2 separate regions of the Danio rerio genome follow, and region 1 is linked to region 2. A link is a contact called in public Hi-C data. All regions are on one chromosome and are shown on one strand. The core of a region is the stretch at or near the end of the contact, and the rest is flanking DNA. Distances in the headings are between cores, read along the strand shown. Region 1 holds the start of rhol (rhodopsin, like). Region 2 overlaps magi1b (membrane associated guanylate kinase, WW and PDZ domain containing 1b).

Region 1 (5,624 bases), core at 577-3,076, 69 kb after region 2:
ATTTGACAACTACTGTAAGTCGAATAACAATATTTTGACCATTGCAATTGATCAAATGAATACATGCTTGCTGTATTTCTTTCAAAATAGAAAAATAAATAAAATCTTATCTTATATGTCTTACGAATCTTATACTGTTTGTATATTCAGTAACACTTTAAAATAATGGTCCATAGTTAATGTTAGTTAATGTATTTACTAACATGAACAAACTATTAGATATATGTTTATTATGGTTATTTATTCATCTTTGTTAGCGTTATTTAATCTTTTTTCTTTTCTGCTTATTCCCTCATAAACCAGGGGTGGCCACAGCGGAATGAACCGCCTTAACGTTATTTAGTGTCATTTATTTTAACTTACATTAGTTTATATGAACTCATGGTGCATTAACTAATGTTAACAAGGACAACTTTTGTTTTAATAATGCATTAGTTAGTGAACAAGGTTATTATTGGCACTTAGGTCATGTTAGTAAATACATGAACTAATGGGGCATTATTCTAAAGTGTTACCATAAGTAAAAGAAAATATGTAAATATAAAATCACACATTTTTATAATAAACTAATATTCTTGATATATTATTAGAACAATTATAGTAATTGCACATAATATTTAAAATATTTTTTGAAACATATCTATACAACTCCATCTTTCATTTCAGAATCTTCCATAAGTCCTGTCATAATCTGCAGGCAGTGGAGTTGTGTTTTCCACAAATAGCCCAGAGCCTGAGCCTCAGGCAGAAGAAGCTGAGCTAGAGGAGACGGACGAGGTCTCAGTCTTAGACTTAGAGCTGGAGCTTCCTTCCTCCTCATCTTGGAACGGATCCTTTCCACAACACACCGTCATCATCATGGAGTGTCGAAACTGCTTATTCATGAAGACGTAAATGAGCGGGTTGTAGAGAGCTGAGCTCTTGGCAAAAAAAGCCGGGACCGTCATAAAAACAGGGCCGAATTGACTCCCCTGGTGGGTGAAGATGTACCAGGCCACGCTGGCATAGGGGAGCCAACATATTAAAAATGCGATGACCATGAGGATCACCATTCGGGTCACTTCGCGCTCAGCCCTTTGTGTAGTTTCTGATTCTTGCTGCTGGGCAGCTGCAACCTTCACAGTGCAAAGCAGGCGCCCATAGCAGAAAGAAATGATGGTGAGAGGGATTGAGAAATGAACCACGAACATATAGATGACAAACGACTCGTTCTCAGTCTCAGGATTCGGCGTATAGTAGTCCACTCCGCAAGAGCACTGCAAGCCTTCGGGGATGTACCGGGACCATCCTAGGAGTGGAGGAATGGCACACGAACAGGCCATCGACCAAGAAAAAGCCACTCCTAAGGTAGCATGAAGTTGTGAGAAGCGAAATTTGGTGAAAGGCTTGCAAACGACTACCCATCTCTCAACAGCCAGAACAACCAAAGACCAAAGTGCAATCTCACCGCCAACGGTTGCAAAAAGACCCTCTAAGTTGCAACCAGCCCGTCCCAGGACAAAGTATCCATGCATGGAGGTGTAGAAGGTCGTTGTAAATCCACCGAACACCATAAACAAGTCAGCCACCGCTAAATTCAGAAGGATATAGTTCAGAGGCGTCCGGAGCTTCTTGTTTTCGATGGTTACGTACAAAGTGAGACCGTTGACAGGAACGCAGGTCACGATGAGGAACAGCATGTACGCGGCCATGCAGTAGAACGCAAACGGAGATGCCAAGTAGTATTGTGGGTATTCATAAGGGCTGCGCACCACGCCACTCTCATTCGACATGGGAACGTAAAAGTCTGGTCCCTCTGTGCCGTTCATGGTTGCTGGTTTGCTGTAGGTGGCTTTGGTATGGGAAAGTTGAGCACAGTCTGTTTTGATGCCTTTACAGGACAGATTATAGATTAGTATATTTTGACCCCTCAGCATAATATGGTTTAGGCTATGCTTATGATAATCTCTGAGTCCACAGAGGTGCTCATAGTGTGATCGGGTCATGTGGATTGAGTCTGTCTACATCAATTGGGTTAGACAGGTCAGTTGGTGGATGGAGCAATAAATTTTTGTTTATAGTCCAACACCTCTACAGTTTCATGTTTTAACAGAATATAGGCTATTATAGTCAACTAAAAGAGTACATGAACGAATACAGACATTTTTAAGTATAAAGACTCAGTTAGTGTGTATATTTTCATAACAAAATAAGTGTTCATGAAAAAATGTGATATGTGGTCTTGCTTCATGCTGAGCACTGTTGTTCATCATCTTTTGATTTGATTTGTGTTTCATACAGCTTTATATGTTGTTCATTTGTGTTTGTCTCTAGCCTTGACCCTTATTTGAACCTGAAAGGCTTTGACGTACTGTTTATCGTAGATACTGTATGTGTGAGTAGATGCCACATTCATTTCCAGCATGTTGACTTGTCATCACTCGCAGTAGAAAAATCAATGAGTTTTCCAAGATACCTCTTCGTTGCACAGCCTCTGGTTGTAAAAACTGCTGAGATTTAAAGTCTGCATGAAATGAAAATGTACAATGTCTGCTTTGCTAGCATACATTGATAGTCTTAAGGTGAACAATTAATCCATGCAAGTTAATTTATTAAAAAAAAAATTGTTTTAGTAATATCTTTTATCAAAATCAAACCATTCACAGTGGTTGATTGGCAGCCCAACTCTAATGACATCAGTTTGATGACATGAAATCTGCATACCTGCCAACACTCCAGTATGTCATACTCATCTACCCTTACCTTACCGTTTTGTTATTTGTCCTGGAAAACTCCCATAATTCCACCCCTACATTCTTTTCTGGAATAGTCTCCAACAACAGTCCCACCTCGGTCCTCATCTATTTTGCCACGGTGTCCAACAACAGTCTCCCGGTTATCACTAACATCGCAAACAACACCCCCGGTTCTCAGATCTTGCCTACACCCCCAACCCCCTGCCGATTATATCCAGTTCCACCCAATCCACCCCCCCACCCCTTAATATCCAGTTTAAAATGTTATCATACTAAAATAACAGTCTGCATGAACTTCCAGTTCACACTGAGATCAAATTTCAGAAGAAGCAGGATGACCTTTACAGGTGAGAATTGTTTAAATTGTGTTTTTATAAACATATTAGAGGAATGTGTGTTTTTTTTTACTTTAGTAATGTCATTTAAAGGTCCTTTCACACTGAGAACTATTAAACAGCATGAATGTGTGATGCCCTAAACAATCGCTTTCCATTGGATCATTTCACAACAGGTATGACCCATGTTAACAACAACAAAAAAAGATAAACAAAGAAAGAAAGGTGTGTATCATATCACATATGCACTAAAGTCTATGCTATTTTGTAGGATATGTAGTGCATTCATAACGAAAATTCTACAATAATAAGTGCACATTAAAAAACCAGATGATGCATCTATTCAACCTATGAACAGAATCCCTTTTGTCTCGATAAACAGATTCATTCACTCAACAGTTGCAGCTTTGCTCATGTGGCAGAAGGAGAGGAGCTATCAGCACTAAGGTTTGATTGCTGTTTTTATTTCAGATTTTGCAACCAAAATTCTCCAACGTAAGTGACACATACAAATACAAATAGTATAGCATTAGACAGAAAGGGAAAAATAAAAATAACAATAATCATAGTATTGATAAAAATAATACTAAAATGACTAAATTAAACAAACAAATTAATGAAATTACAATGGCACTTAAACGAATAACCACAAGTAAAACAGATAAAATCAAGGATCTTCTTTAAATACGTCTGTATAATATTTCAGCAATCCTTGTTTTTTTTATTCTTAATAAGATGAAGGGATTTAAGGAGGGAGTTAAATTCTATTCTAAAATGAGCAAAGGATGGGTAATTATTTGCCAATTTCTCTTTGTGAATGAAAAATGTGCCATATAAGATAAAAAAAAAGAGTCTAATGTGTTCCAGGGGGTTATCTTTTGGATTATTATTATAAAAAATAATGTCTTTTTAGACTACAGCAACTCACAGCATTGACAGAATCAAATATATGAGAACTTAGGGGTGACCAAAATTGCTTGGATATAATTGTAGGCTTCAGTGTATTGTGTGTCATTTGTGACTTACTAACTTTCACACTCAGTATATTTTAAAGTTTGTGGTGTCGCAGAACAGGAAGACAATTCTGGAAAAGAATGATTGTCATGTGTTTGTTGCCTTTGCTGTCTGAGAACAGAACTTTTTGATAAACGTCACACAACTACAGAAACATCATTGTGGCAAAGAATTGCTGAGGCAATGGGAGTAGATGGTAAGTTGAATATTTTATGAAAGTGGTAAGCTTGATAGATAGTTCTGGTGTACTTTGTGTTTGTGATAGATGCTGGTGTTATAGTAATGCATTTCAGTTGTTGTGCTTTTGCACGGACACTCTTAAAAAGAAAGTTTTTGTTATTGCCATTTAAGACTCCATGAAGAACCTTAACCAGCAATGGAACCTTTCAATTCCGCAAAAGTTTCTTTATAATAAAAAAACAATTATTCAAAAGCTTCACACTGAGTAAATAATAAAGGGGTTTAAAAACTGTACAGTGAAAGGTCCCTTGTGGACGCCAAAATTATTAATTTATGGCATCATTGGCTGTGATACCAAACTAAAATTGCAAATTGAAAAAATATGCAAAATAAAAGTCATATATTACAAAAGGTTACACTCGCATGAGGTGTTTTTTTTTTTTTTTTAGGATATTCAAAATAGCAATATTTAACAAACCTGAAAACATTTTTTTCTGTATTTTCTTTCAGTTAATGCTTGAATAACACCTACATTGATCTTATATGTCTCAAAAAAAAAAAAAAGGCTGTGATATATGTTAACCAGTACCAATGTCAGTCATCATGAATTTGAAATCTCTTAATTTGTGAGAGTTAAAGAGACTGTTTTAGTCACACAATACAGTGTGGAGGCCTAAATGTATTGCCAGTCAGACCTGTCTACCTGTAGAAGTTTTAGAAAGGAAAAAAACGTTTCATGTTTGGGCGAGTCACTTTTTCTATTGCCATCATCTGCTAAAAGCTAATACAGATGTAGTTATTTATAGATGTGTTTTTTGGCGCAGTAGGTAGTGCTGTCGCCTCACAGCAAGAAGGTCGCTGGTTCGAACCTCGGCTCAGTTGGCGTTTCTGTGTGGATTTTGCATGTTCTCCCTGCGTTTGCGTAGGTTTCCTCTGAGTGCTCCGGTTTCCCCCACAGTCCAAAGACATGCGGTTCAGGTGAATTGGGTAGGCTAAATTGTCCGTAGTGTATGAGTGTGTGTGTTTGGATGTTTCCCAGAGATGGGTTGTGGCTAGAGGGGCATCCGCTGAGTAAAAACGTGCTGGTTAAGTTGGCGGTTCATTCCGCTGTGGCGACCCCAGATTAATAAAGGGGCTAAGCCGACAAGAAAATGAATGAATGAAAAAATGAATGAATGAACGCTAGTCATTCTTTTTTGACATTTCCAATGCATATACTGTACAAGAATTGCATGTTCACACCAAAAAAGCTATGCAGGCATGTTATTTAAGATAAATGTGATATTACTATAATCCAAATATATACTTTAGTTATTAAAATCGATATTTAAATTTTCTGTAGAAGATTTCAAAGTGTATT
Region 2 (5,907 bases), core at 665-3,164:
TTGCTGAAATAATAAAAGAAAAAAAAATCCACAATGGTGTTAAAAGACTTTCTTAGTATAGACAAAATTGTGAGAGACTGATAACAGCAGCCAAAAGAGAGACAAATGTCACATTTACTTTCCTGTCCATAGATGCTGCATTAAAAAAACCTTGCACAAGCGGTAATTATTATTTTTTGTAATCTGATGCAATGGTGATATAATAAATTTGTGAATACATATACATGTACATACATTTTTTTATCTAAATATTATACATTTTTAAGGATTTAAGTAACTGATGAGCGTTAAACGTATCACAACAGTCTTCTGAAAATATCTTTAGGTCTTCAGGATTAATATATAGTGAGTTTTTCATTGTTACTTATGTATTTGAATTACGGCACTTACATTTTTAATATTTTCAAACAGTAACTTAAAATAAATAGCTTTAATAATTTCTCAAAAGAGTGACTCCTGTGAAGCGCCACACAGAAGTGAAATTAAATAGGAGGGAAGTTCTAAGATCATTGCAGATGTAACTTGGTTTGATTTTTTGATTCTAATCTAATAAAATTCATGGATTTCTAAGCGTGAGTAAAGTGTCCCAAACTGTTCCCAAATTATTCTCAGCACCACTTTCAGTATATTTAGATATTTTGAATGAACACAGTTTGCACTATAAATAGTTCTATGTTTCCTATTTTAGCTTCAGAAAAGGCAGTTATTTAGATATCAGGTCAGGAAATATCAAACCTGGCGGTGCCTTTAGTATACGTATGTTTTCCTGTCTGCTGGGGTGCAGGATGTTGTTGTGAGCAGTCAACAATACCTTACCGTCTGCTTTCTGCTTCTATTCTCAGCCACAACACAAAGACAACATCCTGGATCGACCCTCGATGCCTGGACAAACCTCAGAAACCCCTGGAGGAATGTGAAGATGATGGTATGCAAAAGTTTCTGTCTTTTTGTGCAAATATCAATTTCATGGTTATTACTATTATTATACTGTTGTTATTATTATACGCATTCTTAAAGCATGTTTGTGCATGTGTGGCTTTGTGCATTTATAGGTTTTAATGTTGTAAGTTTGACATAATATCACTATGTCACGATTGTGAATTCCATTTCAGACATTAAAATGGGGTTGCAAATACTGATTATTTTTATAATAAATCTAGTAATCAGTTAAAGAAAGGCAAGACACTGCAGGGGAAAAAGGGGGAAAATAGGTAATTTTTATCACCATACGTCCTCAGTGGATTAACTTCCTATTGTTTCGTGATTGCAAGATTCTAAAAATATGCAAATGAGGCATTGATTTAATTAGTATGCATCTGATTTGCATTTTTAAACCAAAAAAAAATAAAAAACGGAAAAAAAACGAAATTTTTTTTAAACAGAATATTAAAAAATGTTGAATAAAATTATATAGAAAAATTATTTCGCAAATGATGTATAAACAACTCCCCCCCCCCCCCCCATAAAAAGCTTCAAAATATAGATATGAATAAGAAACGTAAAGTTTGTGTACGAGCTGCTAAACTGGAGATTTATTGTTTAGTACAGAAGAAAAAAATATTTTAATAAAAGAGTATTAAAAGAGTATATGTGTTGGGATTGAAATCTACATCAAGTGCAATAAAAGAACCGCTTAAAGTTGATTTTCAGATATTCTCTTTCCATTAAGCTGAAAAAAGACTGACAGTACCTTTTCTTAATCGAAAAAATATATATTTTAATCTGTTATTAAGACTTATTCCCCATCCTAGCCTTATCTGAATGTAATGCAATGCAAGGAAACATATCTCACACTTAATTTAATCATTTAATTGATGTAGGCCTAGCTGCAATTCGTAGATCAGACGATGTAAAAGCCACATCTACTGTAATCTCTTGATGGTCTGTAGATGGCGCTCTTGAGCTTTCAAATGTTTAGCAGACACTCACCCTGTGACTAAATGACTGAGGCAGCTGCTGTAATGCTGCAAGGAGGGTCTGGATTAAACCCAATCTCCTCACACAAAACAAATAATAAAGCTCTGTAGCTGATTTTCCTGTGGTGGGTTGTGCTGAATATGAGTGTATTTGCTCAGATCTCACTTAATAATTCTGTATTAACAAAGGCTTAACTCAGATAATTTCTTTTTCTTTTAATTAAGGGCACTTTTTTAGGGGTTTAACAAAGCATTCATTTCACAATTCTTCCAACACAGACACTTATATAAAAAATACATATATATATATATATATATATATATATATATATATATATATATATATATATATATATATATATATATATATATATATATATATATATATATAATAAATCATATAGTTATGTATTACTGTATATCATAATAAATTAATATAAAATGTTAATTGATACTAATAGTATTTATAATATAAAATATAATTATATGTTATGAATTTAAGTTTATTCTAAAAAGGCTTATTTTAGTAAGCAATTTAATTTCATTTCCATTTTATATTGATTATTTACATTTTCAAGGTTTATTATTATGTGTTGCAGCAATACATGTCTAAACTAAAATAAAGTCAATGAGAATCCATAAACATGATGCACTGTTTTCCAGTACAGATATGTATGAAATATTCTGAAATAATTTTACTGTAAAATCCTTCTGTAATGGGTCGCTACAGCCCTACTAAATAATAGATTTGATCTAAAAGTGATTTCCACTCTATTTTTTGTAGTTTTTTGGGATAATTAAAGGGCTTCAAGCTTTTATTTTGCTTCTGATCAACAACTAACCCTCTCTGCCTCTCTGCCACCCTTCCTCTTTTTCTCTGGTCCTGCTTGCGTGCACCTGCCCCTTTTATTCCCTGATGAGAAGAAGGGGTCCATACAGAGGAGCTGGACAATGAACTAGGTAGGCCACAATCCCACTGGGAAACTTTTTTTTAACTTGTAAACCCAGCCTACATGTTTTTTATTTTTTTGAGTGTAGACCGATCCTTCTGTGCTGCTTTGGGACCAGATGTTTTCTCTGAAATACTGGATTTAATTATGAAAACAGAGCCCACAATTGATCCCAGATCAGCGCAGAAGGAAACGTCTACCCACAGTGCACGTGCAATGCCACGCTTTGTAGATGTAGAATCATTTTTCATTTTGAAATTGTTTATAAATTTAATGGCAAAAAAATGCATAGAATTAAACAAGCAATTTCGAAGTAGAAAAATGAAAATTGTTATCTTAAATTGATGAAGTGAAAATGAAGTGTTATCTTATTAAAGGGACAGTCCACCCAAAAAAGACAAATCTGTCATTATTTACTCACCTAAAAAGAACACAAAATAAATTTGTTAGTATTTTCAAATCCAGTAGCCACTGACATCTATAATATTTGTTTCTCTATAGACCATTTTGAGGGGTGTAAACTAAAGTAATGGTCCCAACATATTTCCTGATTTAGATTTTTTTATTTCTTGAGCCTCCGAGAATCCAAAAAGAGCCACATATTGATAAATAATGTCACAATAGCCGCTTTAACTTGAAGTTATGATTGAATTGTCTCTTGTTACAGTTAAGAAATAGTTTGATAGCAAGCAGGAAATGGTCATGGGGCAATGACACGACCACATTGAAATAGTCTGTTATGGATGCCAATTGTAACCGGTTACCAACATTTTTCTAAATATATATTTTTGTGCTTAACATTAAAAAAAAGACAATCGTAAAGGTTTGGAACCACATTTAGGATGAGTAAATTTTCTTTTCTTGTTTTTTTTTTTTTGGGTGAATTATTCCTTTAAAGGGATAATTGACTGGTTTTCATGTCATTTTTTCACACTTTTTTTGTGACAAACCAGTAAGACTTATGTTTATATCCAAAACACAAATGCTGATATTTTTAATGGAATTTAGGAGATACATTTCTCAGCTTATGAGTACACCTCTCACAACTCTCTCATTTAGATTAATATGTTCTATAGGATGCTTTGCAATATAATATTTATGCATATACATTAGTTTTGTCAGTACTGAAGCCAAATCTGGAGCATATCCAACAAAAAAAACATGCGATAATGGTTAAAAACTAGTTGCCCAAATTTATATGATAGGGAAAAATTACCCAAAATCAAGAGAAACAAAAATATGTTGGAATGTTTGCATTTTGCATAAATTTAAATGTATTGTCTTTCCATTTCTAAAGATTTTATGTGACTAAAACACTATTTTAATAAATATATATGTTAAATAAATCTGTTTTGTTCAAATGCACCAATATATATTACCTATATTCACTGAAAAATGGATAAAGCACTGAGCAGTGTATATGTCCTGATGTGAAATTCTCTATGCTGATATTCTGCACACTGAAAACTCTGAAAAACTCTGAAACTTCGAACAAAAATGAATCCAAATGAATTGAGTGTTTTATTCCAAAATTTCAGAAGAGATTTGATTTATATGATGAAGGGATTTGATATCAGCATACATTCACATTAAATTATCAATCAGGAAACCAACAGTGGCTTAATCAAACTTAACGCAAAAGAACAATCCTGAACGGAATAATATGACATGAAAAATGAACCTAATTTATTTGGTTTCAAGCAAACATAAATGTGCCTTGGTGACCAAATTTAAATTCTGTAAGCATTTTCTTGCTGTATATGTCAGTAATTATTTAAGCTTGATATAGTGATTGTGGCTCCTCAGAATGTCTTATTAAAATGGATTTATTGTGTGATCAATTTATGAACATTTTGAGGGAACAGACTTTCAGCAGAAATCAGTAAAAAATGATTTTTATCTTGCACAAATTAACCAATGTTTGTCTCAACATGAGGGTCAGTAAATTTTAATTTTGGGTAATCAGACTTTTAAATGTAGTCATTTTTACAGTAATCGTTGTATTTACACCTCAAAATATTAATACTAACAGTATAGCTCCATTTGAACTAACTATAAAACCCATTTTCATTACTTTCAAACAAGCCTCATTCTGTGTTGTCATTGGCACTGCATGACATCAAATATTCATTGTTACTATTTCTACCTCCAAAGCGTGCGCAGTTGAAATGGGCTCTTTCGCAGCTGGGAGTGGTTTCCGCTTTCATTATGCATGCAAATAGCTCAAGAGATCCGAAACTATTATGTCGAGCTAACGGTGACAGTCAAATCATTGAATAATTTGTTGCTTTAATCAGTTTTACCATCATCGCAGCGCACTATATCAGCACACAGAGCTTCCTCTCCGCTGTTCAATGTGCCTTCTTAATTGAAGGGCTGATTCATCATTAGTAACGGATTAGTTGATGTAGGCAGTGGCCTTGAGGAGCCCTGTGTTTGCGTCTGGCCTGATTGGAAGAGCACGGTCAATAGCTATTGATTTGAGAAATCGGAGCCATTAGGTAGATGCCGTGACTGCGGCATGTGGGCAGTAGGTTCGAGAGTATCCAGTCGCACCAGAGAGACTTGATCCTGTAGAGAGGGACGATGGGATGCAAACAGATTAATGGGCAATTTGTCAGTAGAGTCACAGTAATGATGTGGGGGAAGGAGGACAGGACGCTTTCTTCTTCAAACAGTCAACACAAAATATGTCACATAATGTAGTAAAATACATATACAAAGCGTTCCCAGTGTTGGGTTGTGGCTGGAACGGTATTTGCTGCGTAAAACATGCTGGATAAGTTGGCGGTTCATTCCGCTGTGATGACCCCTGATTAATAAAGGGGCTAAGCCTAAAAGAAAATTAATGAGTGAATGAACATATACAAAGCTTAATAATAACACTATGATAACGTGTTATTAGGGGCCGAATTTCTACGATGCACATTTTATGCACATTTACAAAAATTGGCACATACATTAAACATGCCAAAACCTACAAAAATATCTCCTAGAGCGAAATCTCAAACCCAACAGGAAGTCAGATATTTTTACTTTCA

What was found. Hi-C and Micro-C count contacts between places; a contact is called where the count stands out from the background.
Region 1: a contact with region 2 is called in a Hi-C map of hematopoietic stem cells, with 3 times the contacts expected there. The contact joins the promoter of rhol here to the enhancer-like site in region 2. A contact is called at or near these places in 4 of 18 Hi-C or Micro-C datasets (caudal fin, embryo, hematopoietic stem cells and 1 more) and 1 of 4 datasets of contacts at active chromatin or transcription factors (caudal fin).

What each region holds. Positions count from the first base shown.
Region 1 is chr11:21,188,291-21,193,914 of GRCz12tu, forward strand. It overlaps rhol (rhodopsin, like), which reads right to left and starts at 1,827. Exons shown (of 1, transcript NM_001110031.1): 1 at 1-1,827. The coding sequence starts at 1,808. The coding sequence ends at 741.
Region 2 is chr11:21,119,132-21,125,038 of GRCz12tu, forward strand. It overlaps magi1b (membrane associated guanylate kinase, WW and PDZ domain containing 1b), which reads left to right. Exons shown (of 22, transcript NM_001007063.2): 6 at 843-925; 7 at 2,841-2,876. Among named protein-coding and RNA genes, the nearest start is that of rhol, 68 kb to the right of the region's middle. Within about 2 kb of position 1,915, at least 3 of the 62 cell types and tissues checked have an H3K27ac peak or open chromatin away from gene starts, as enhancers often do.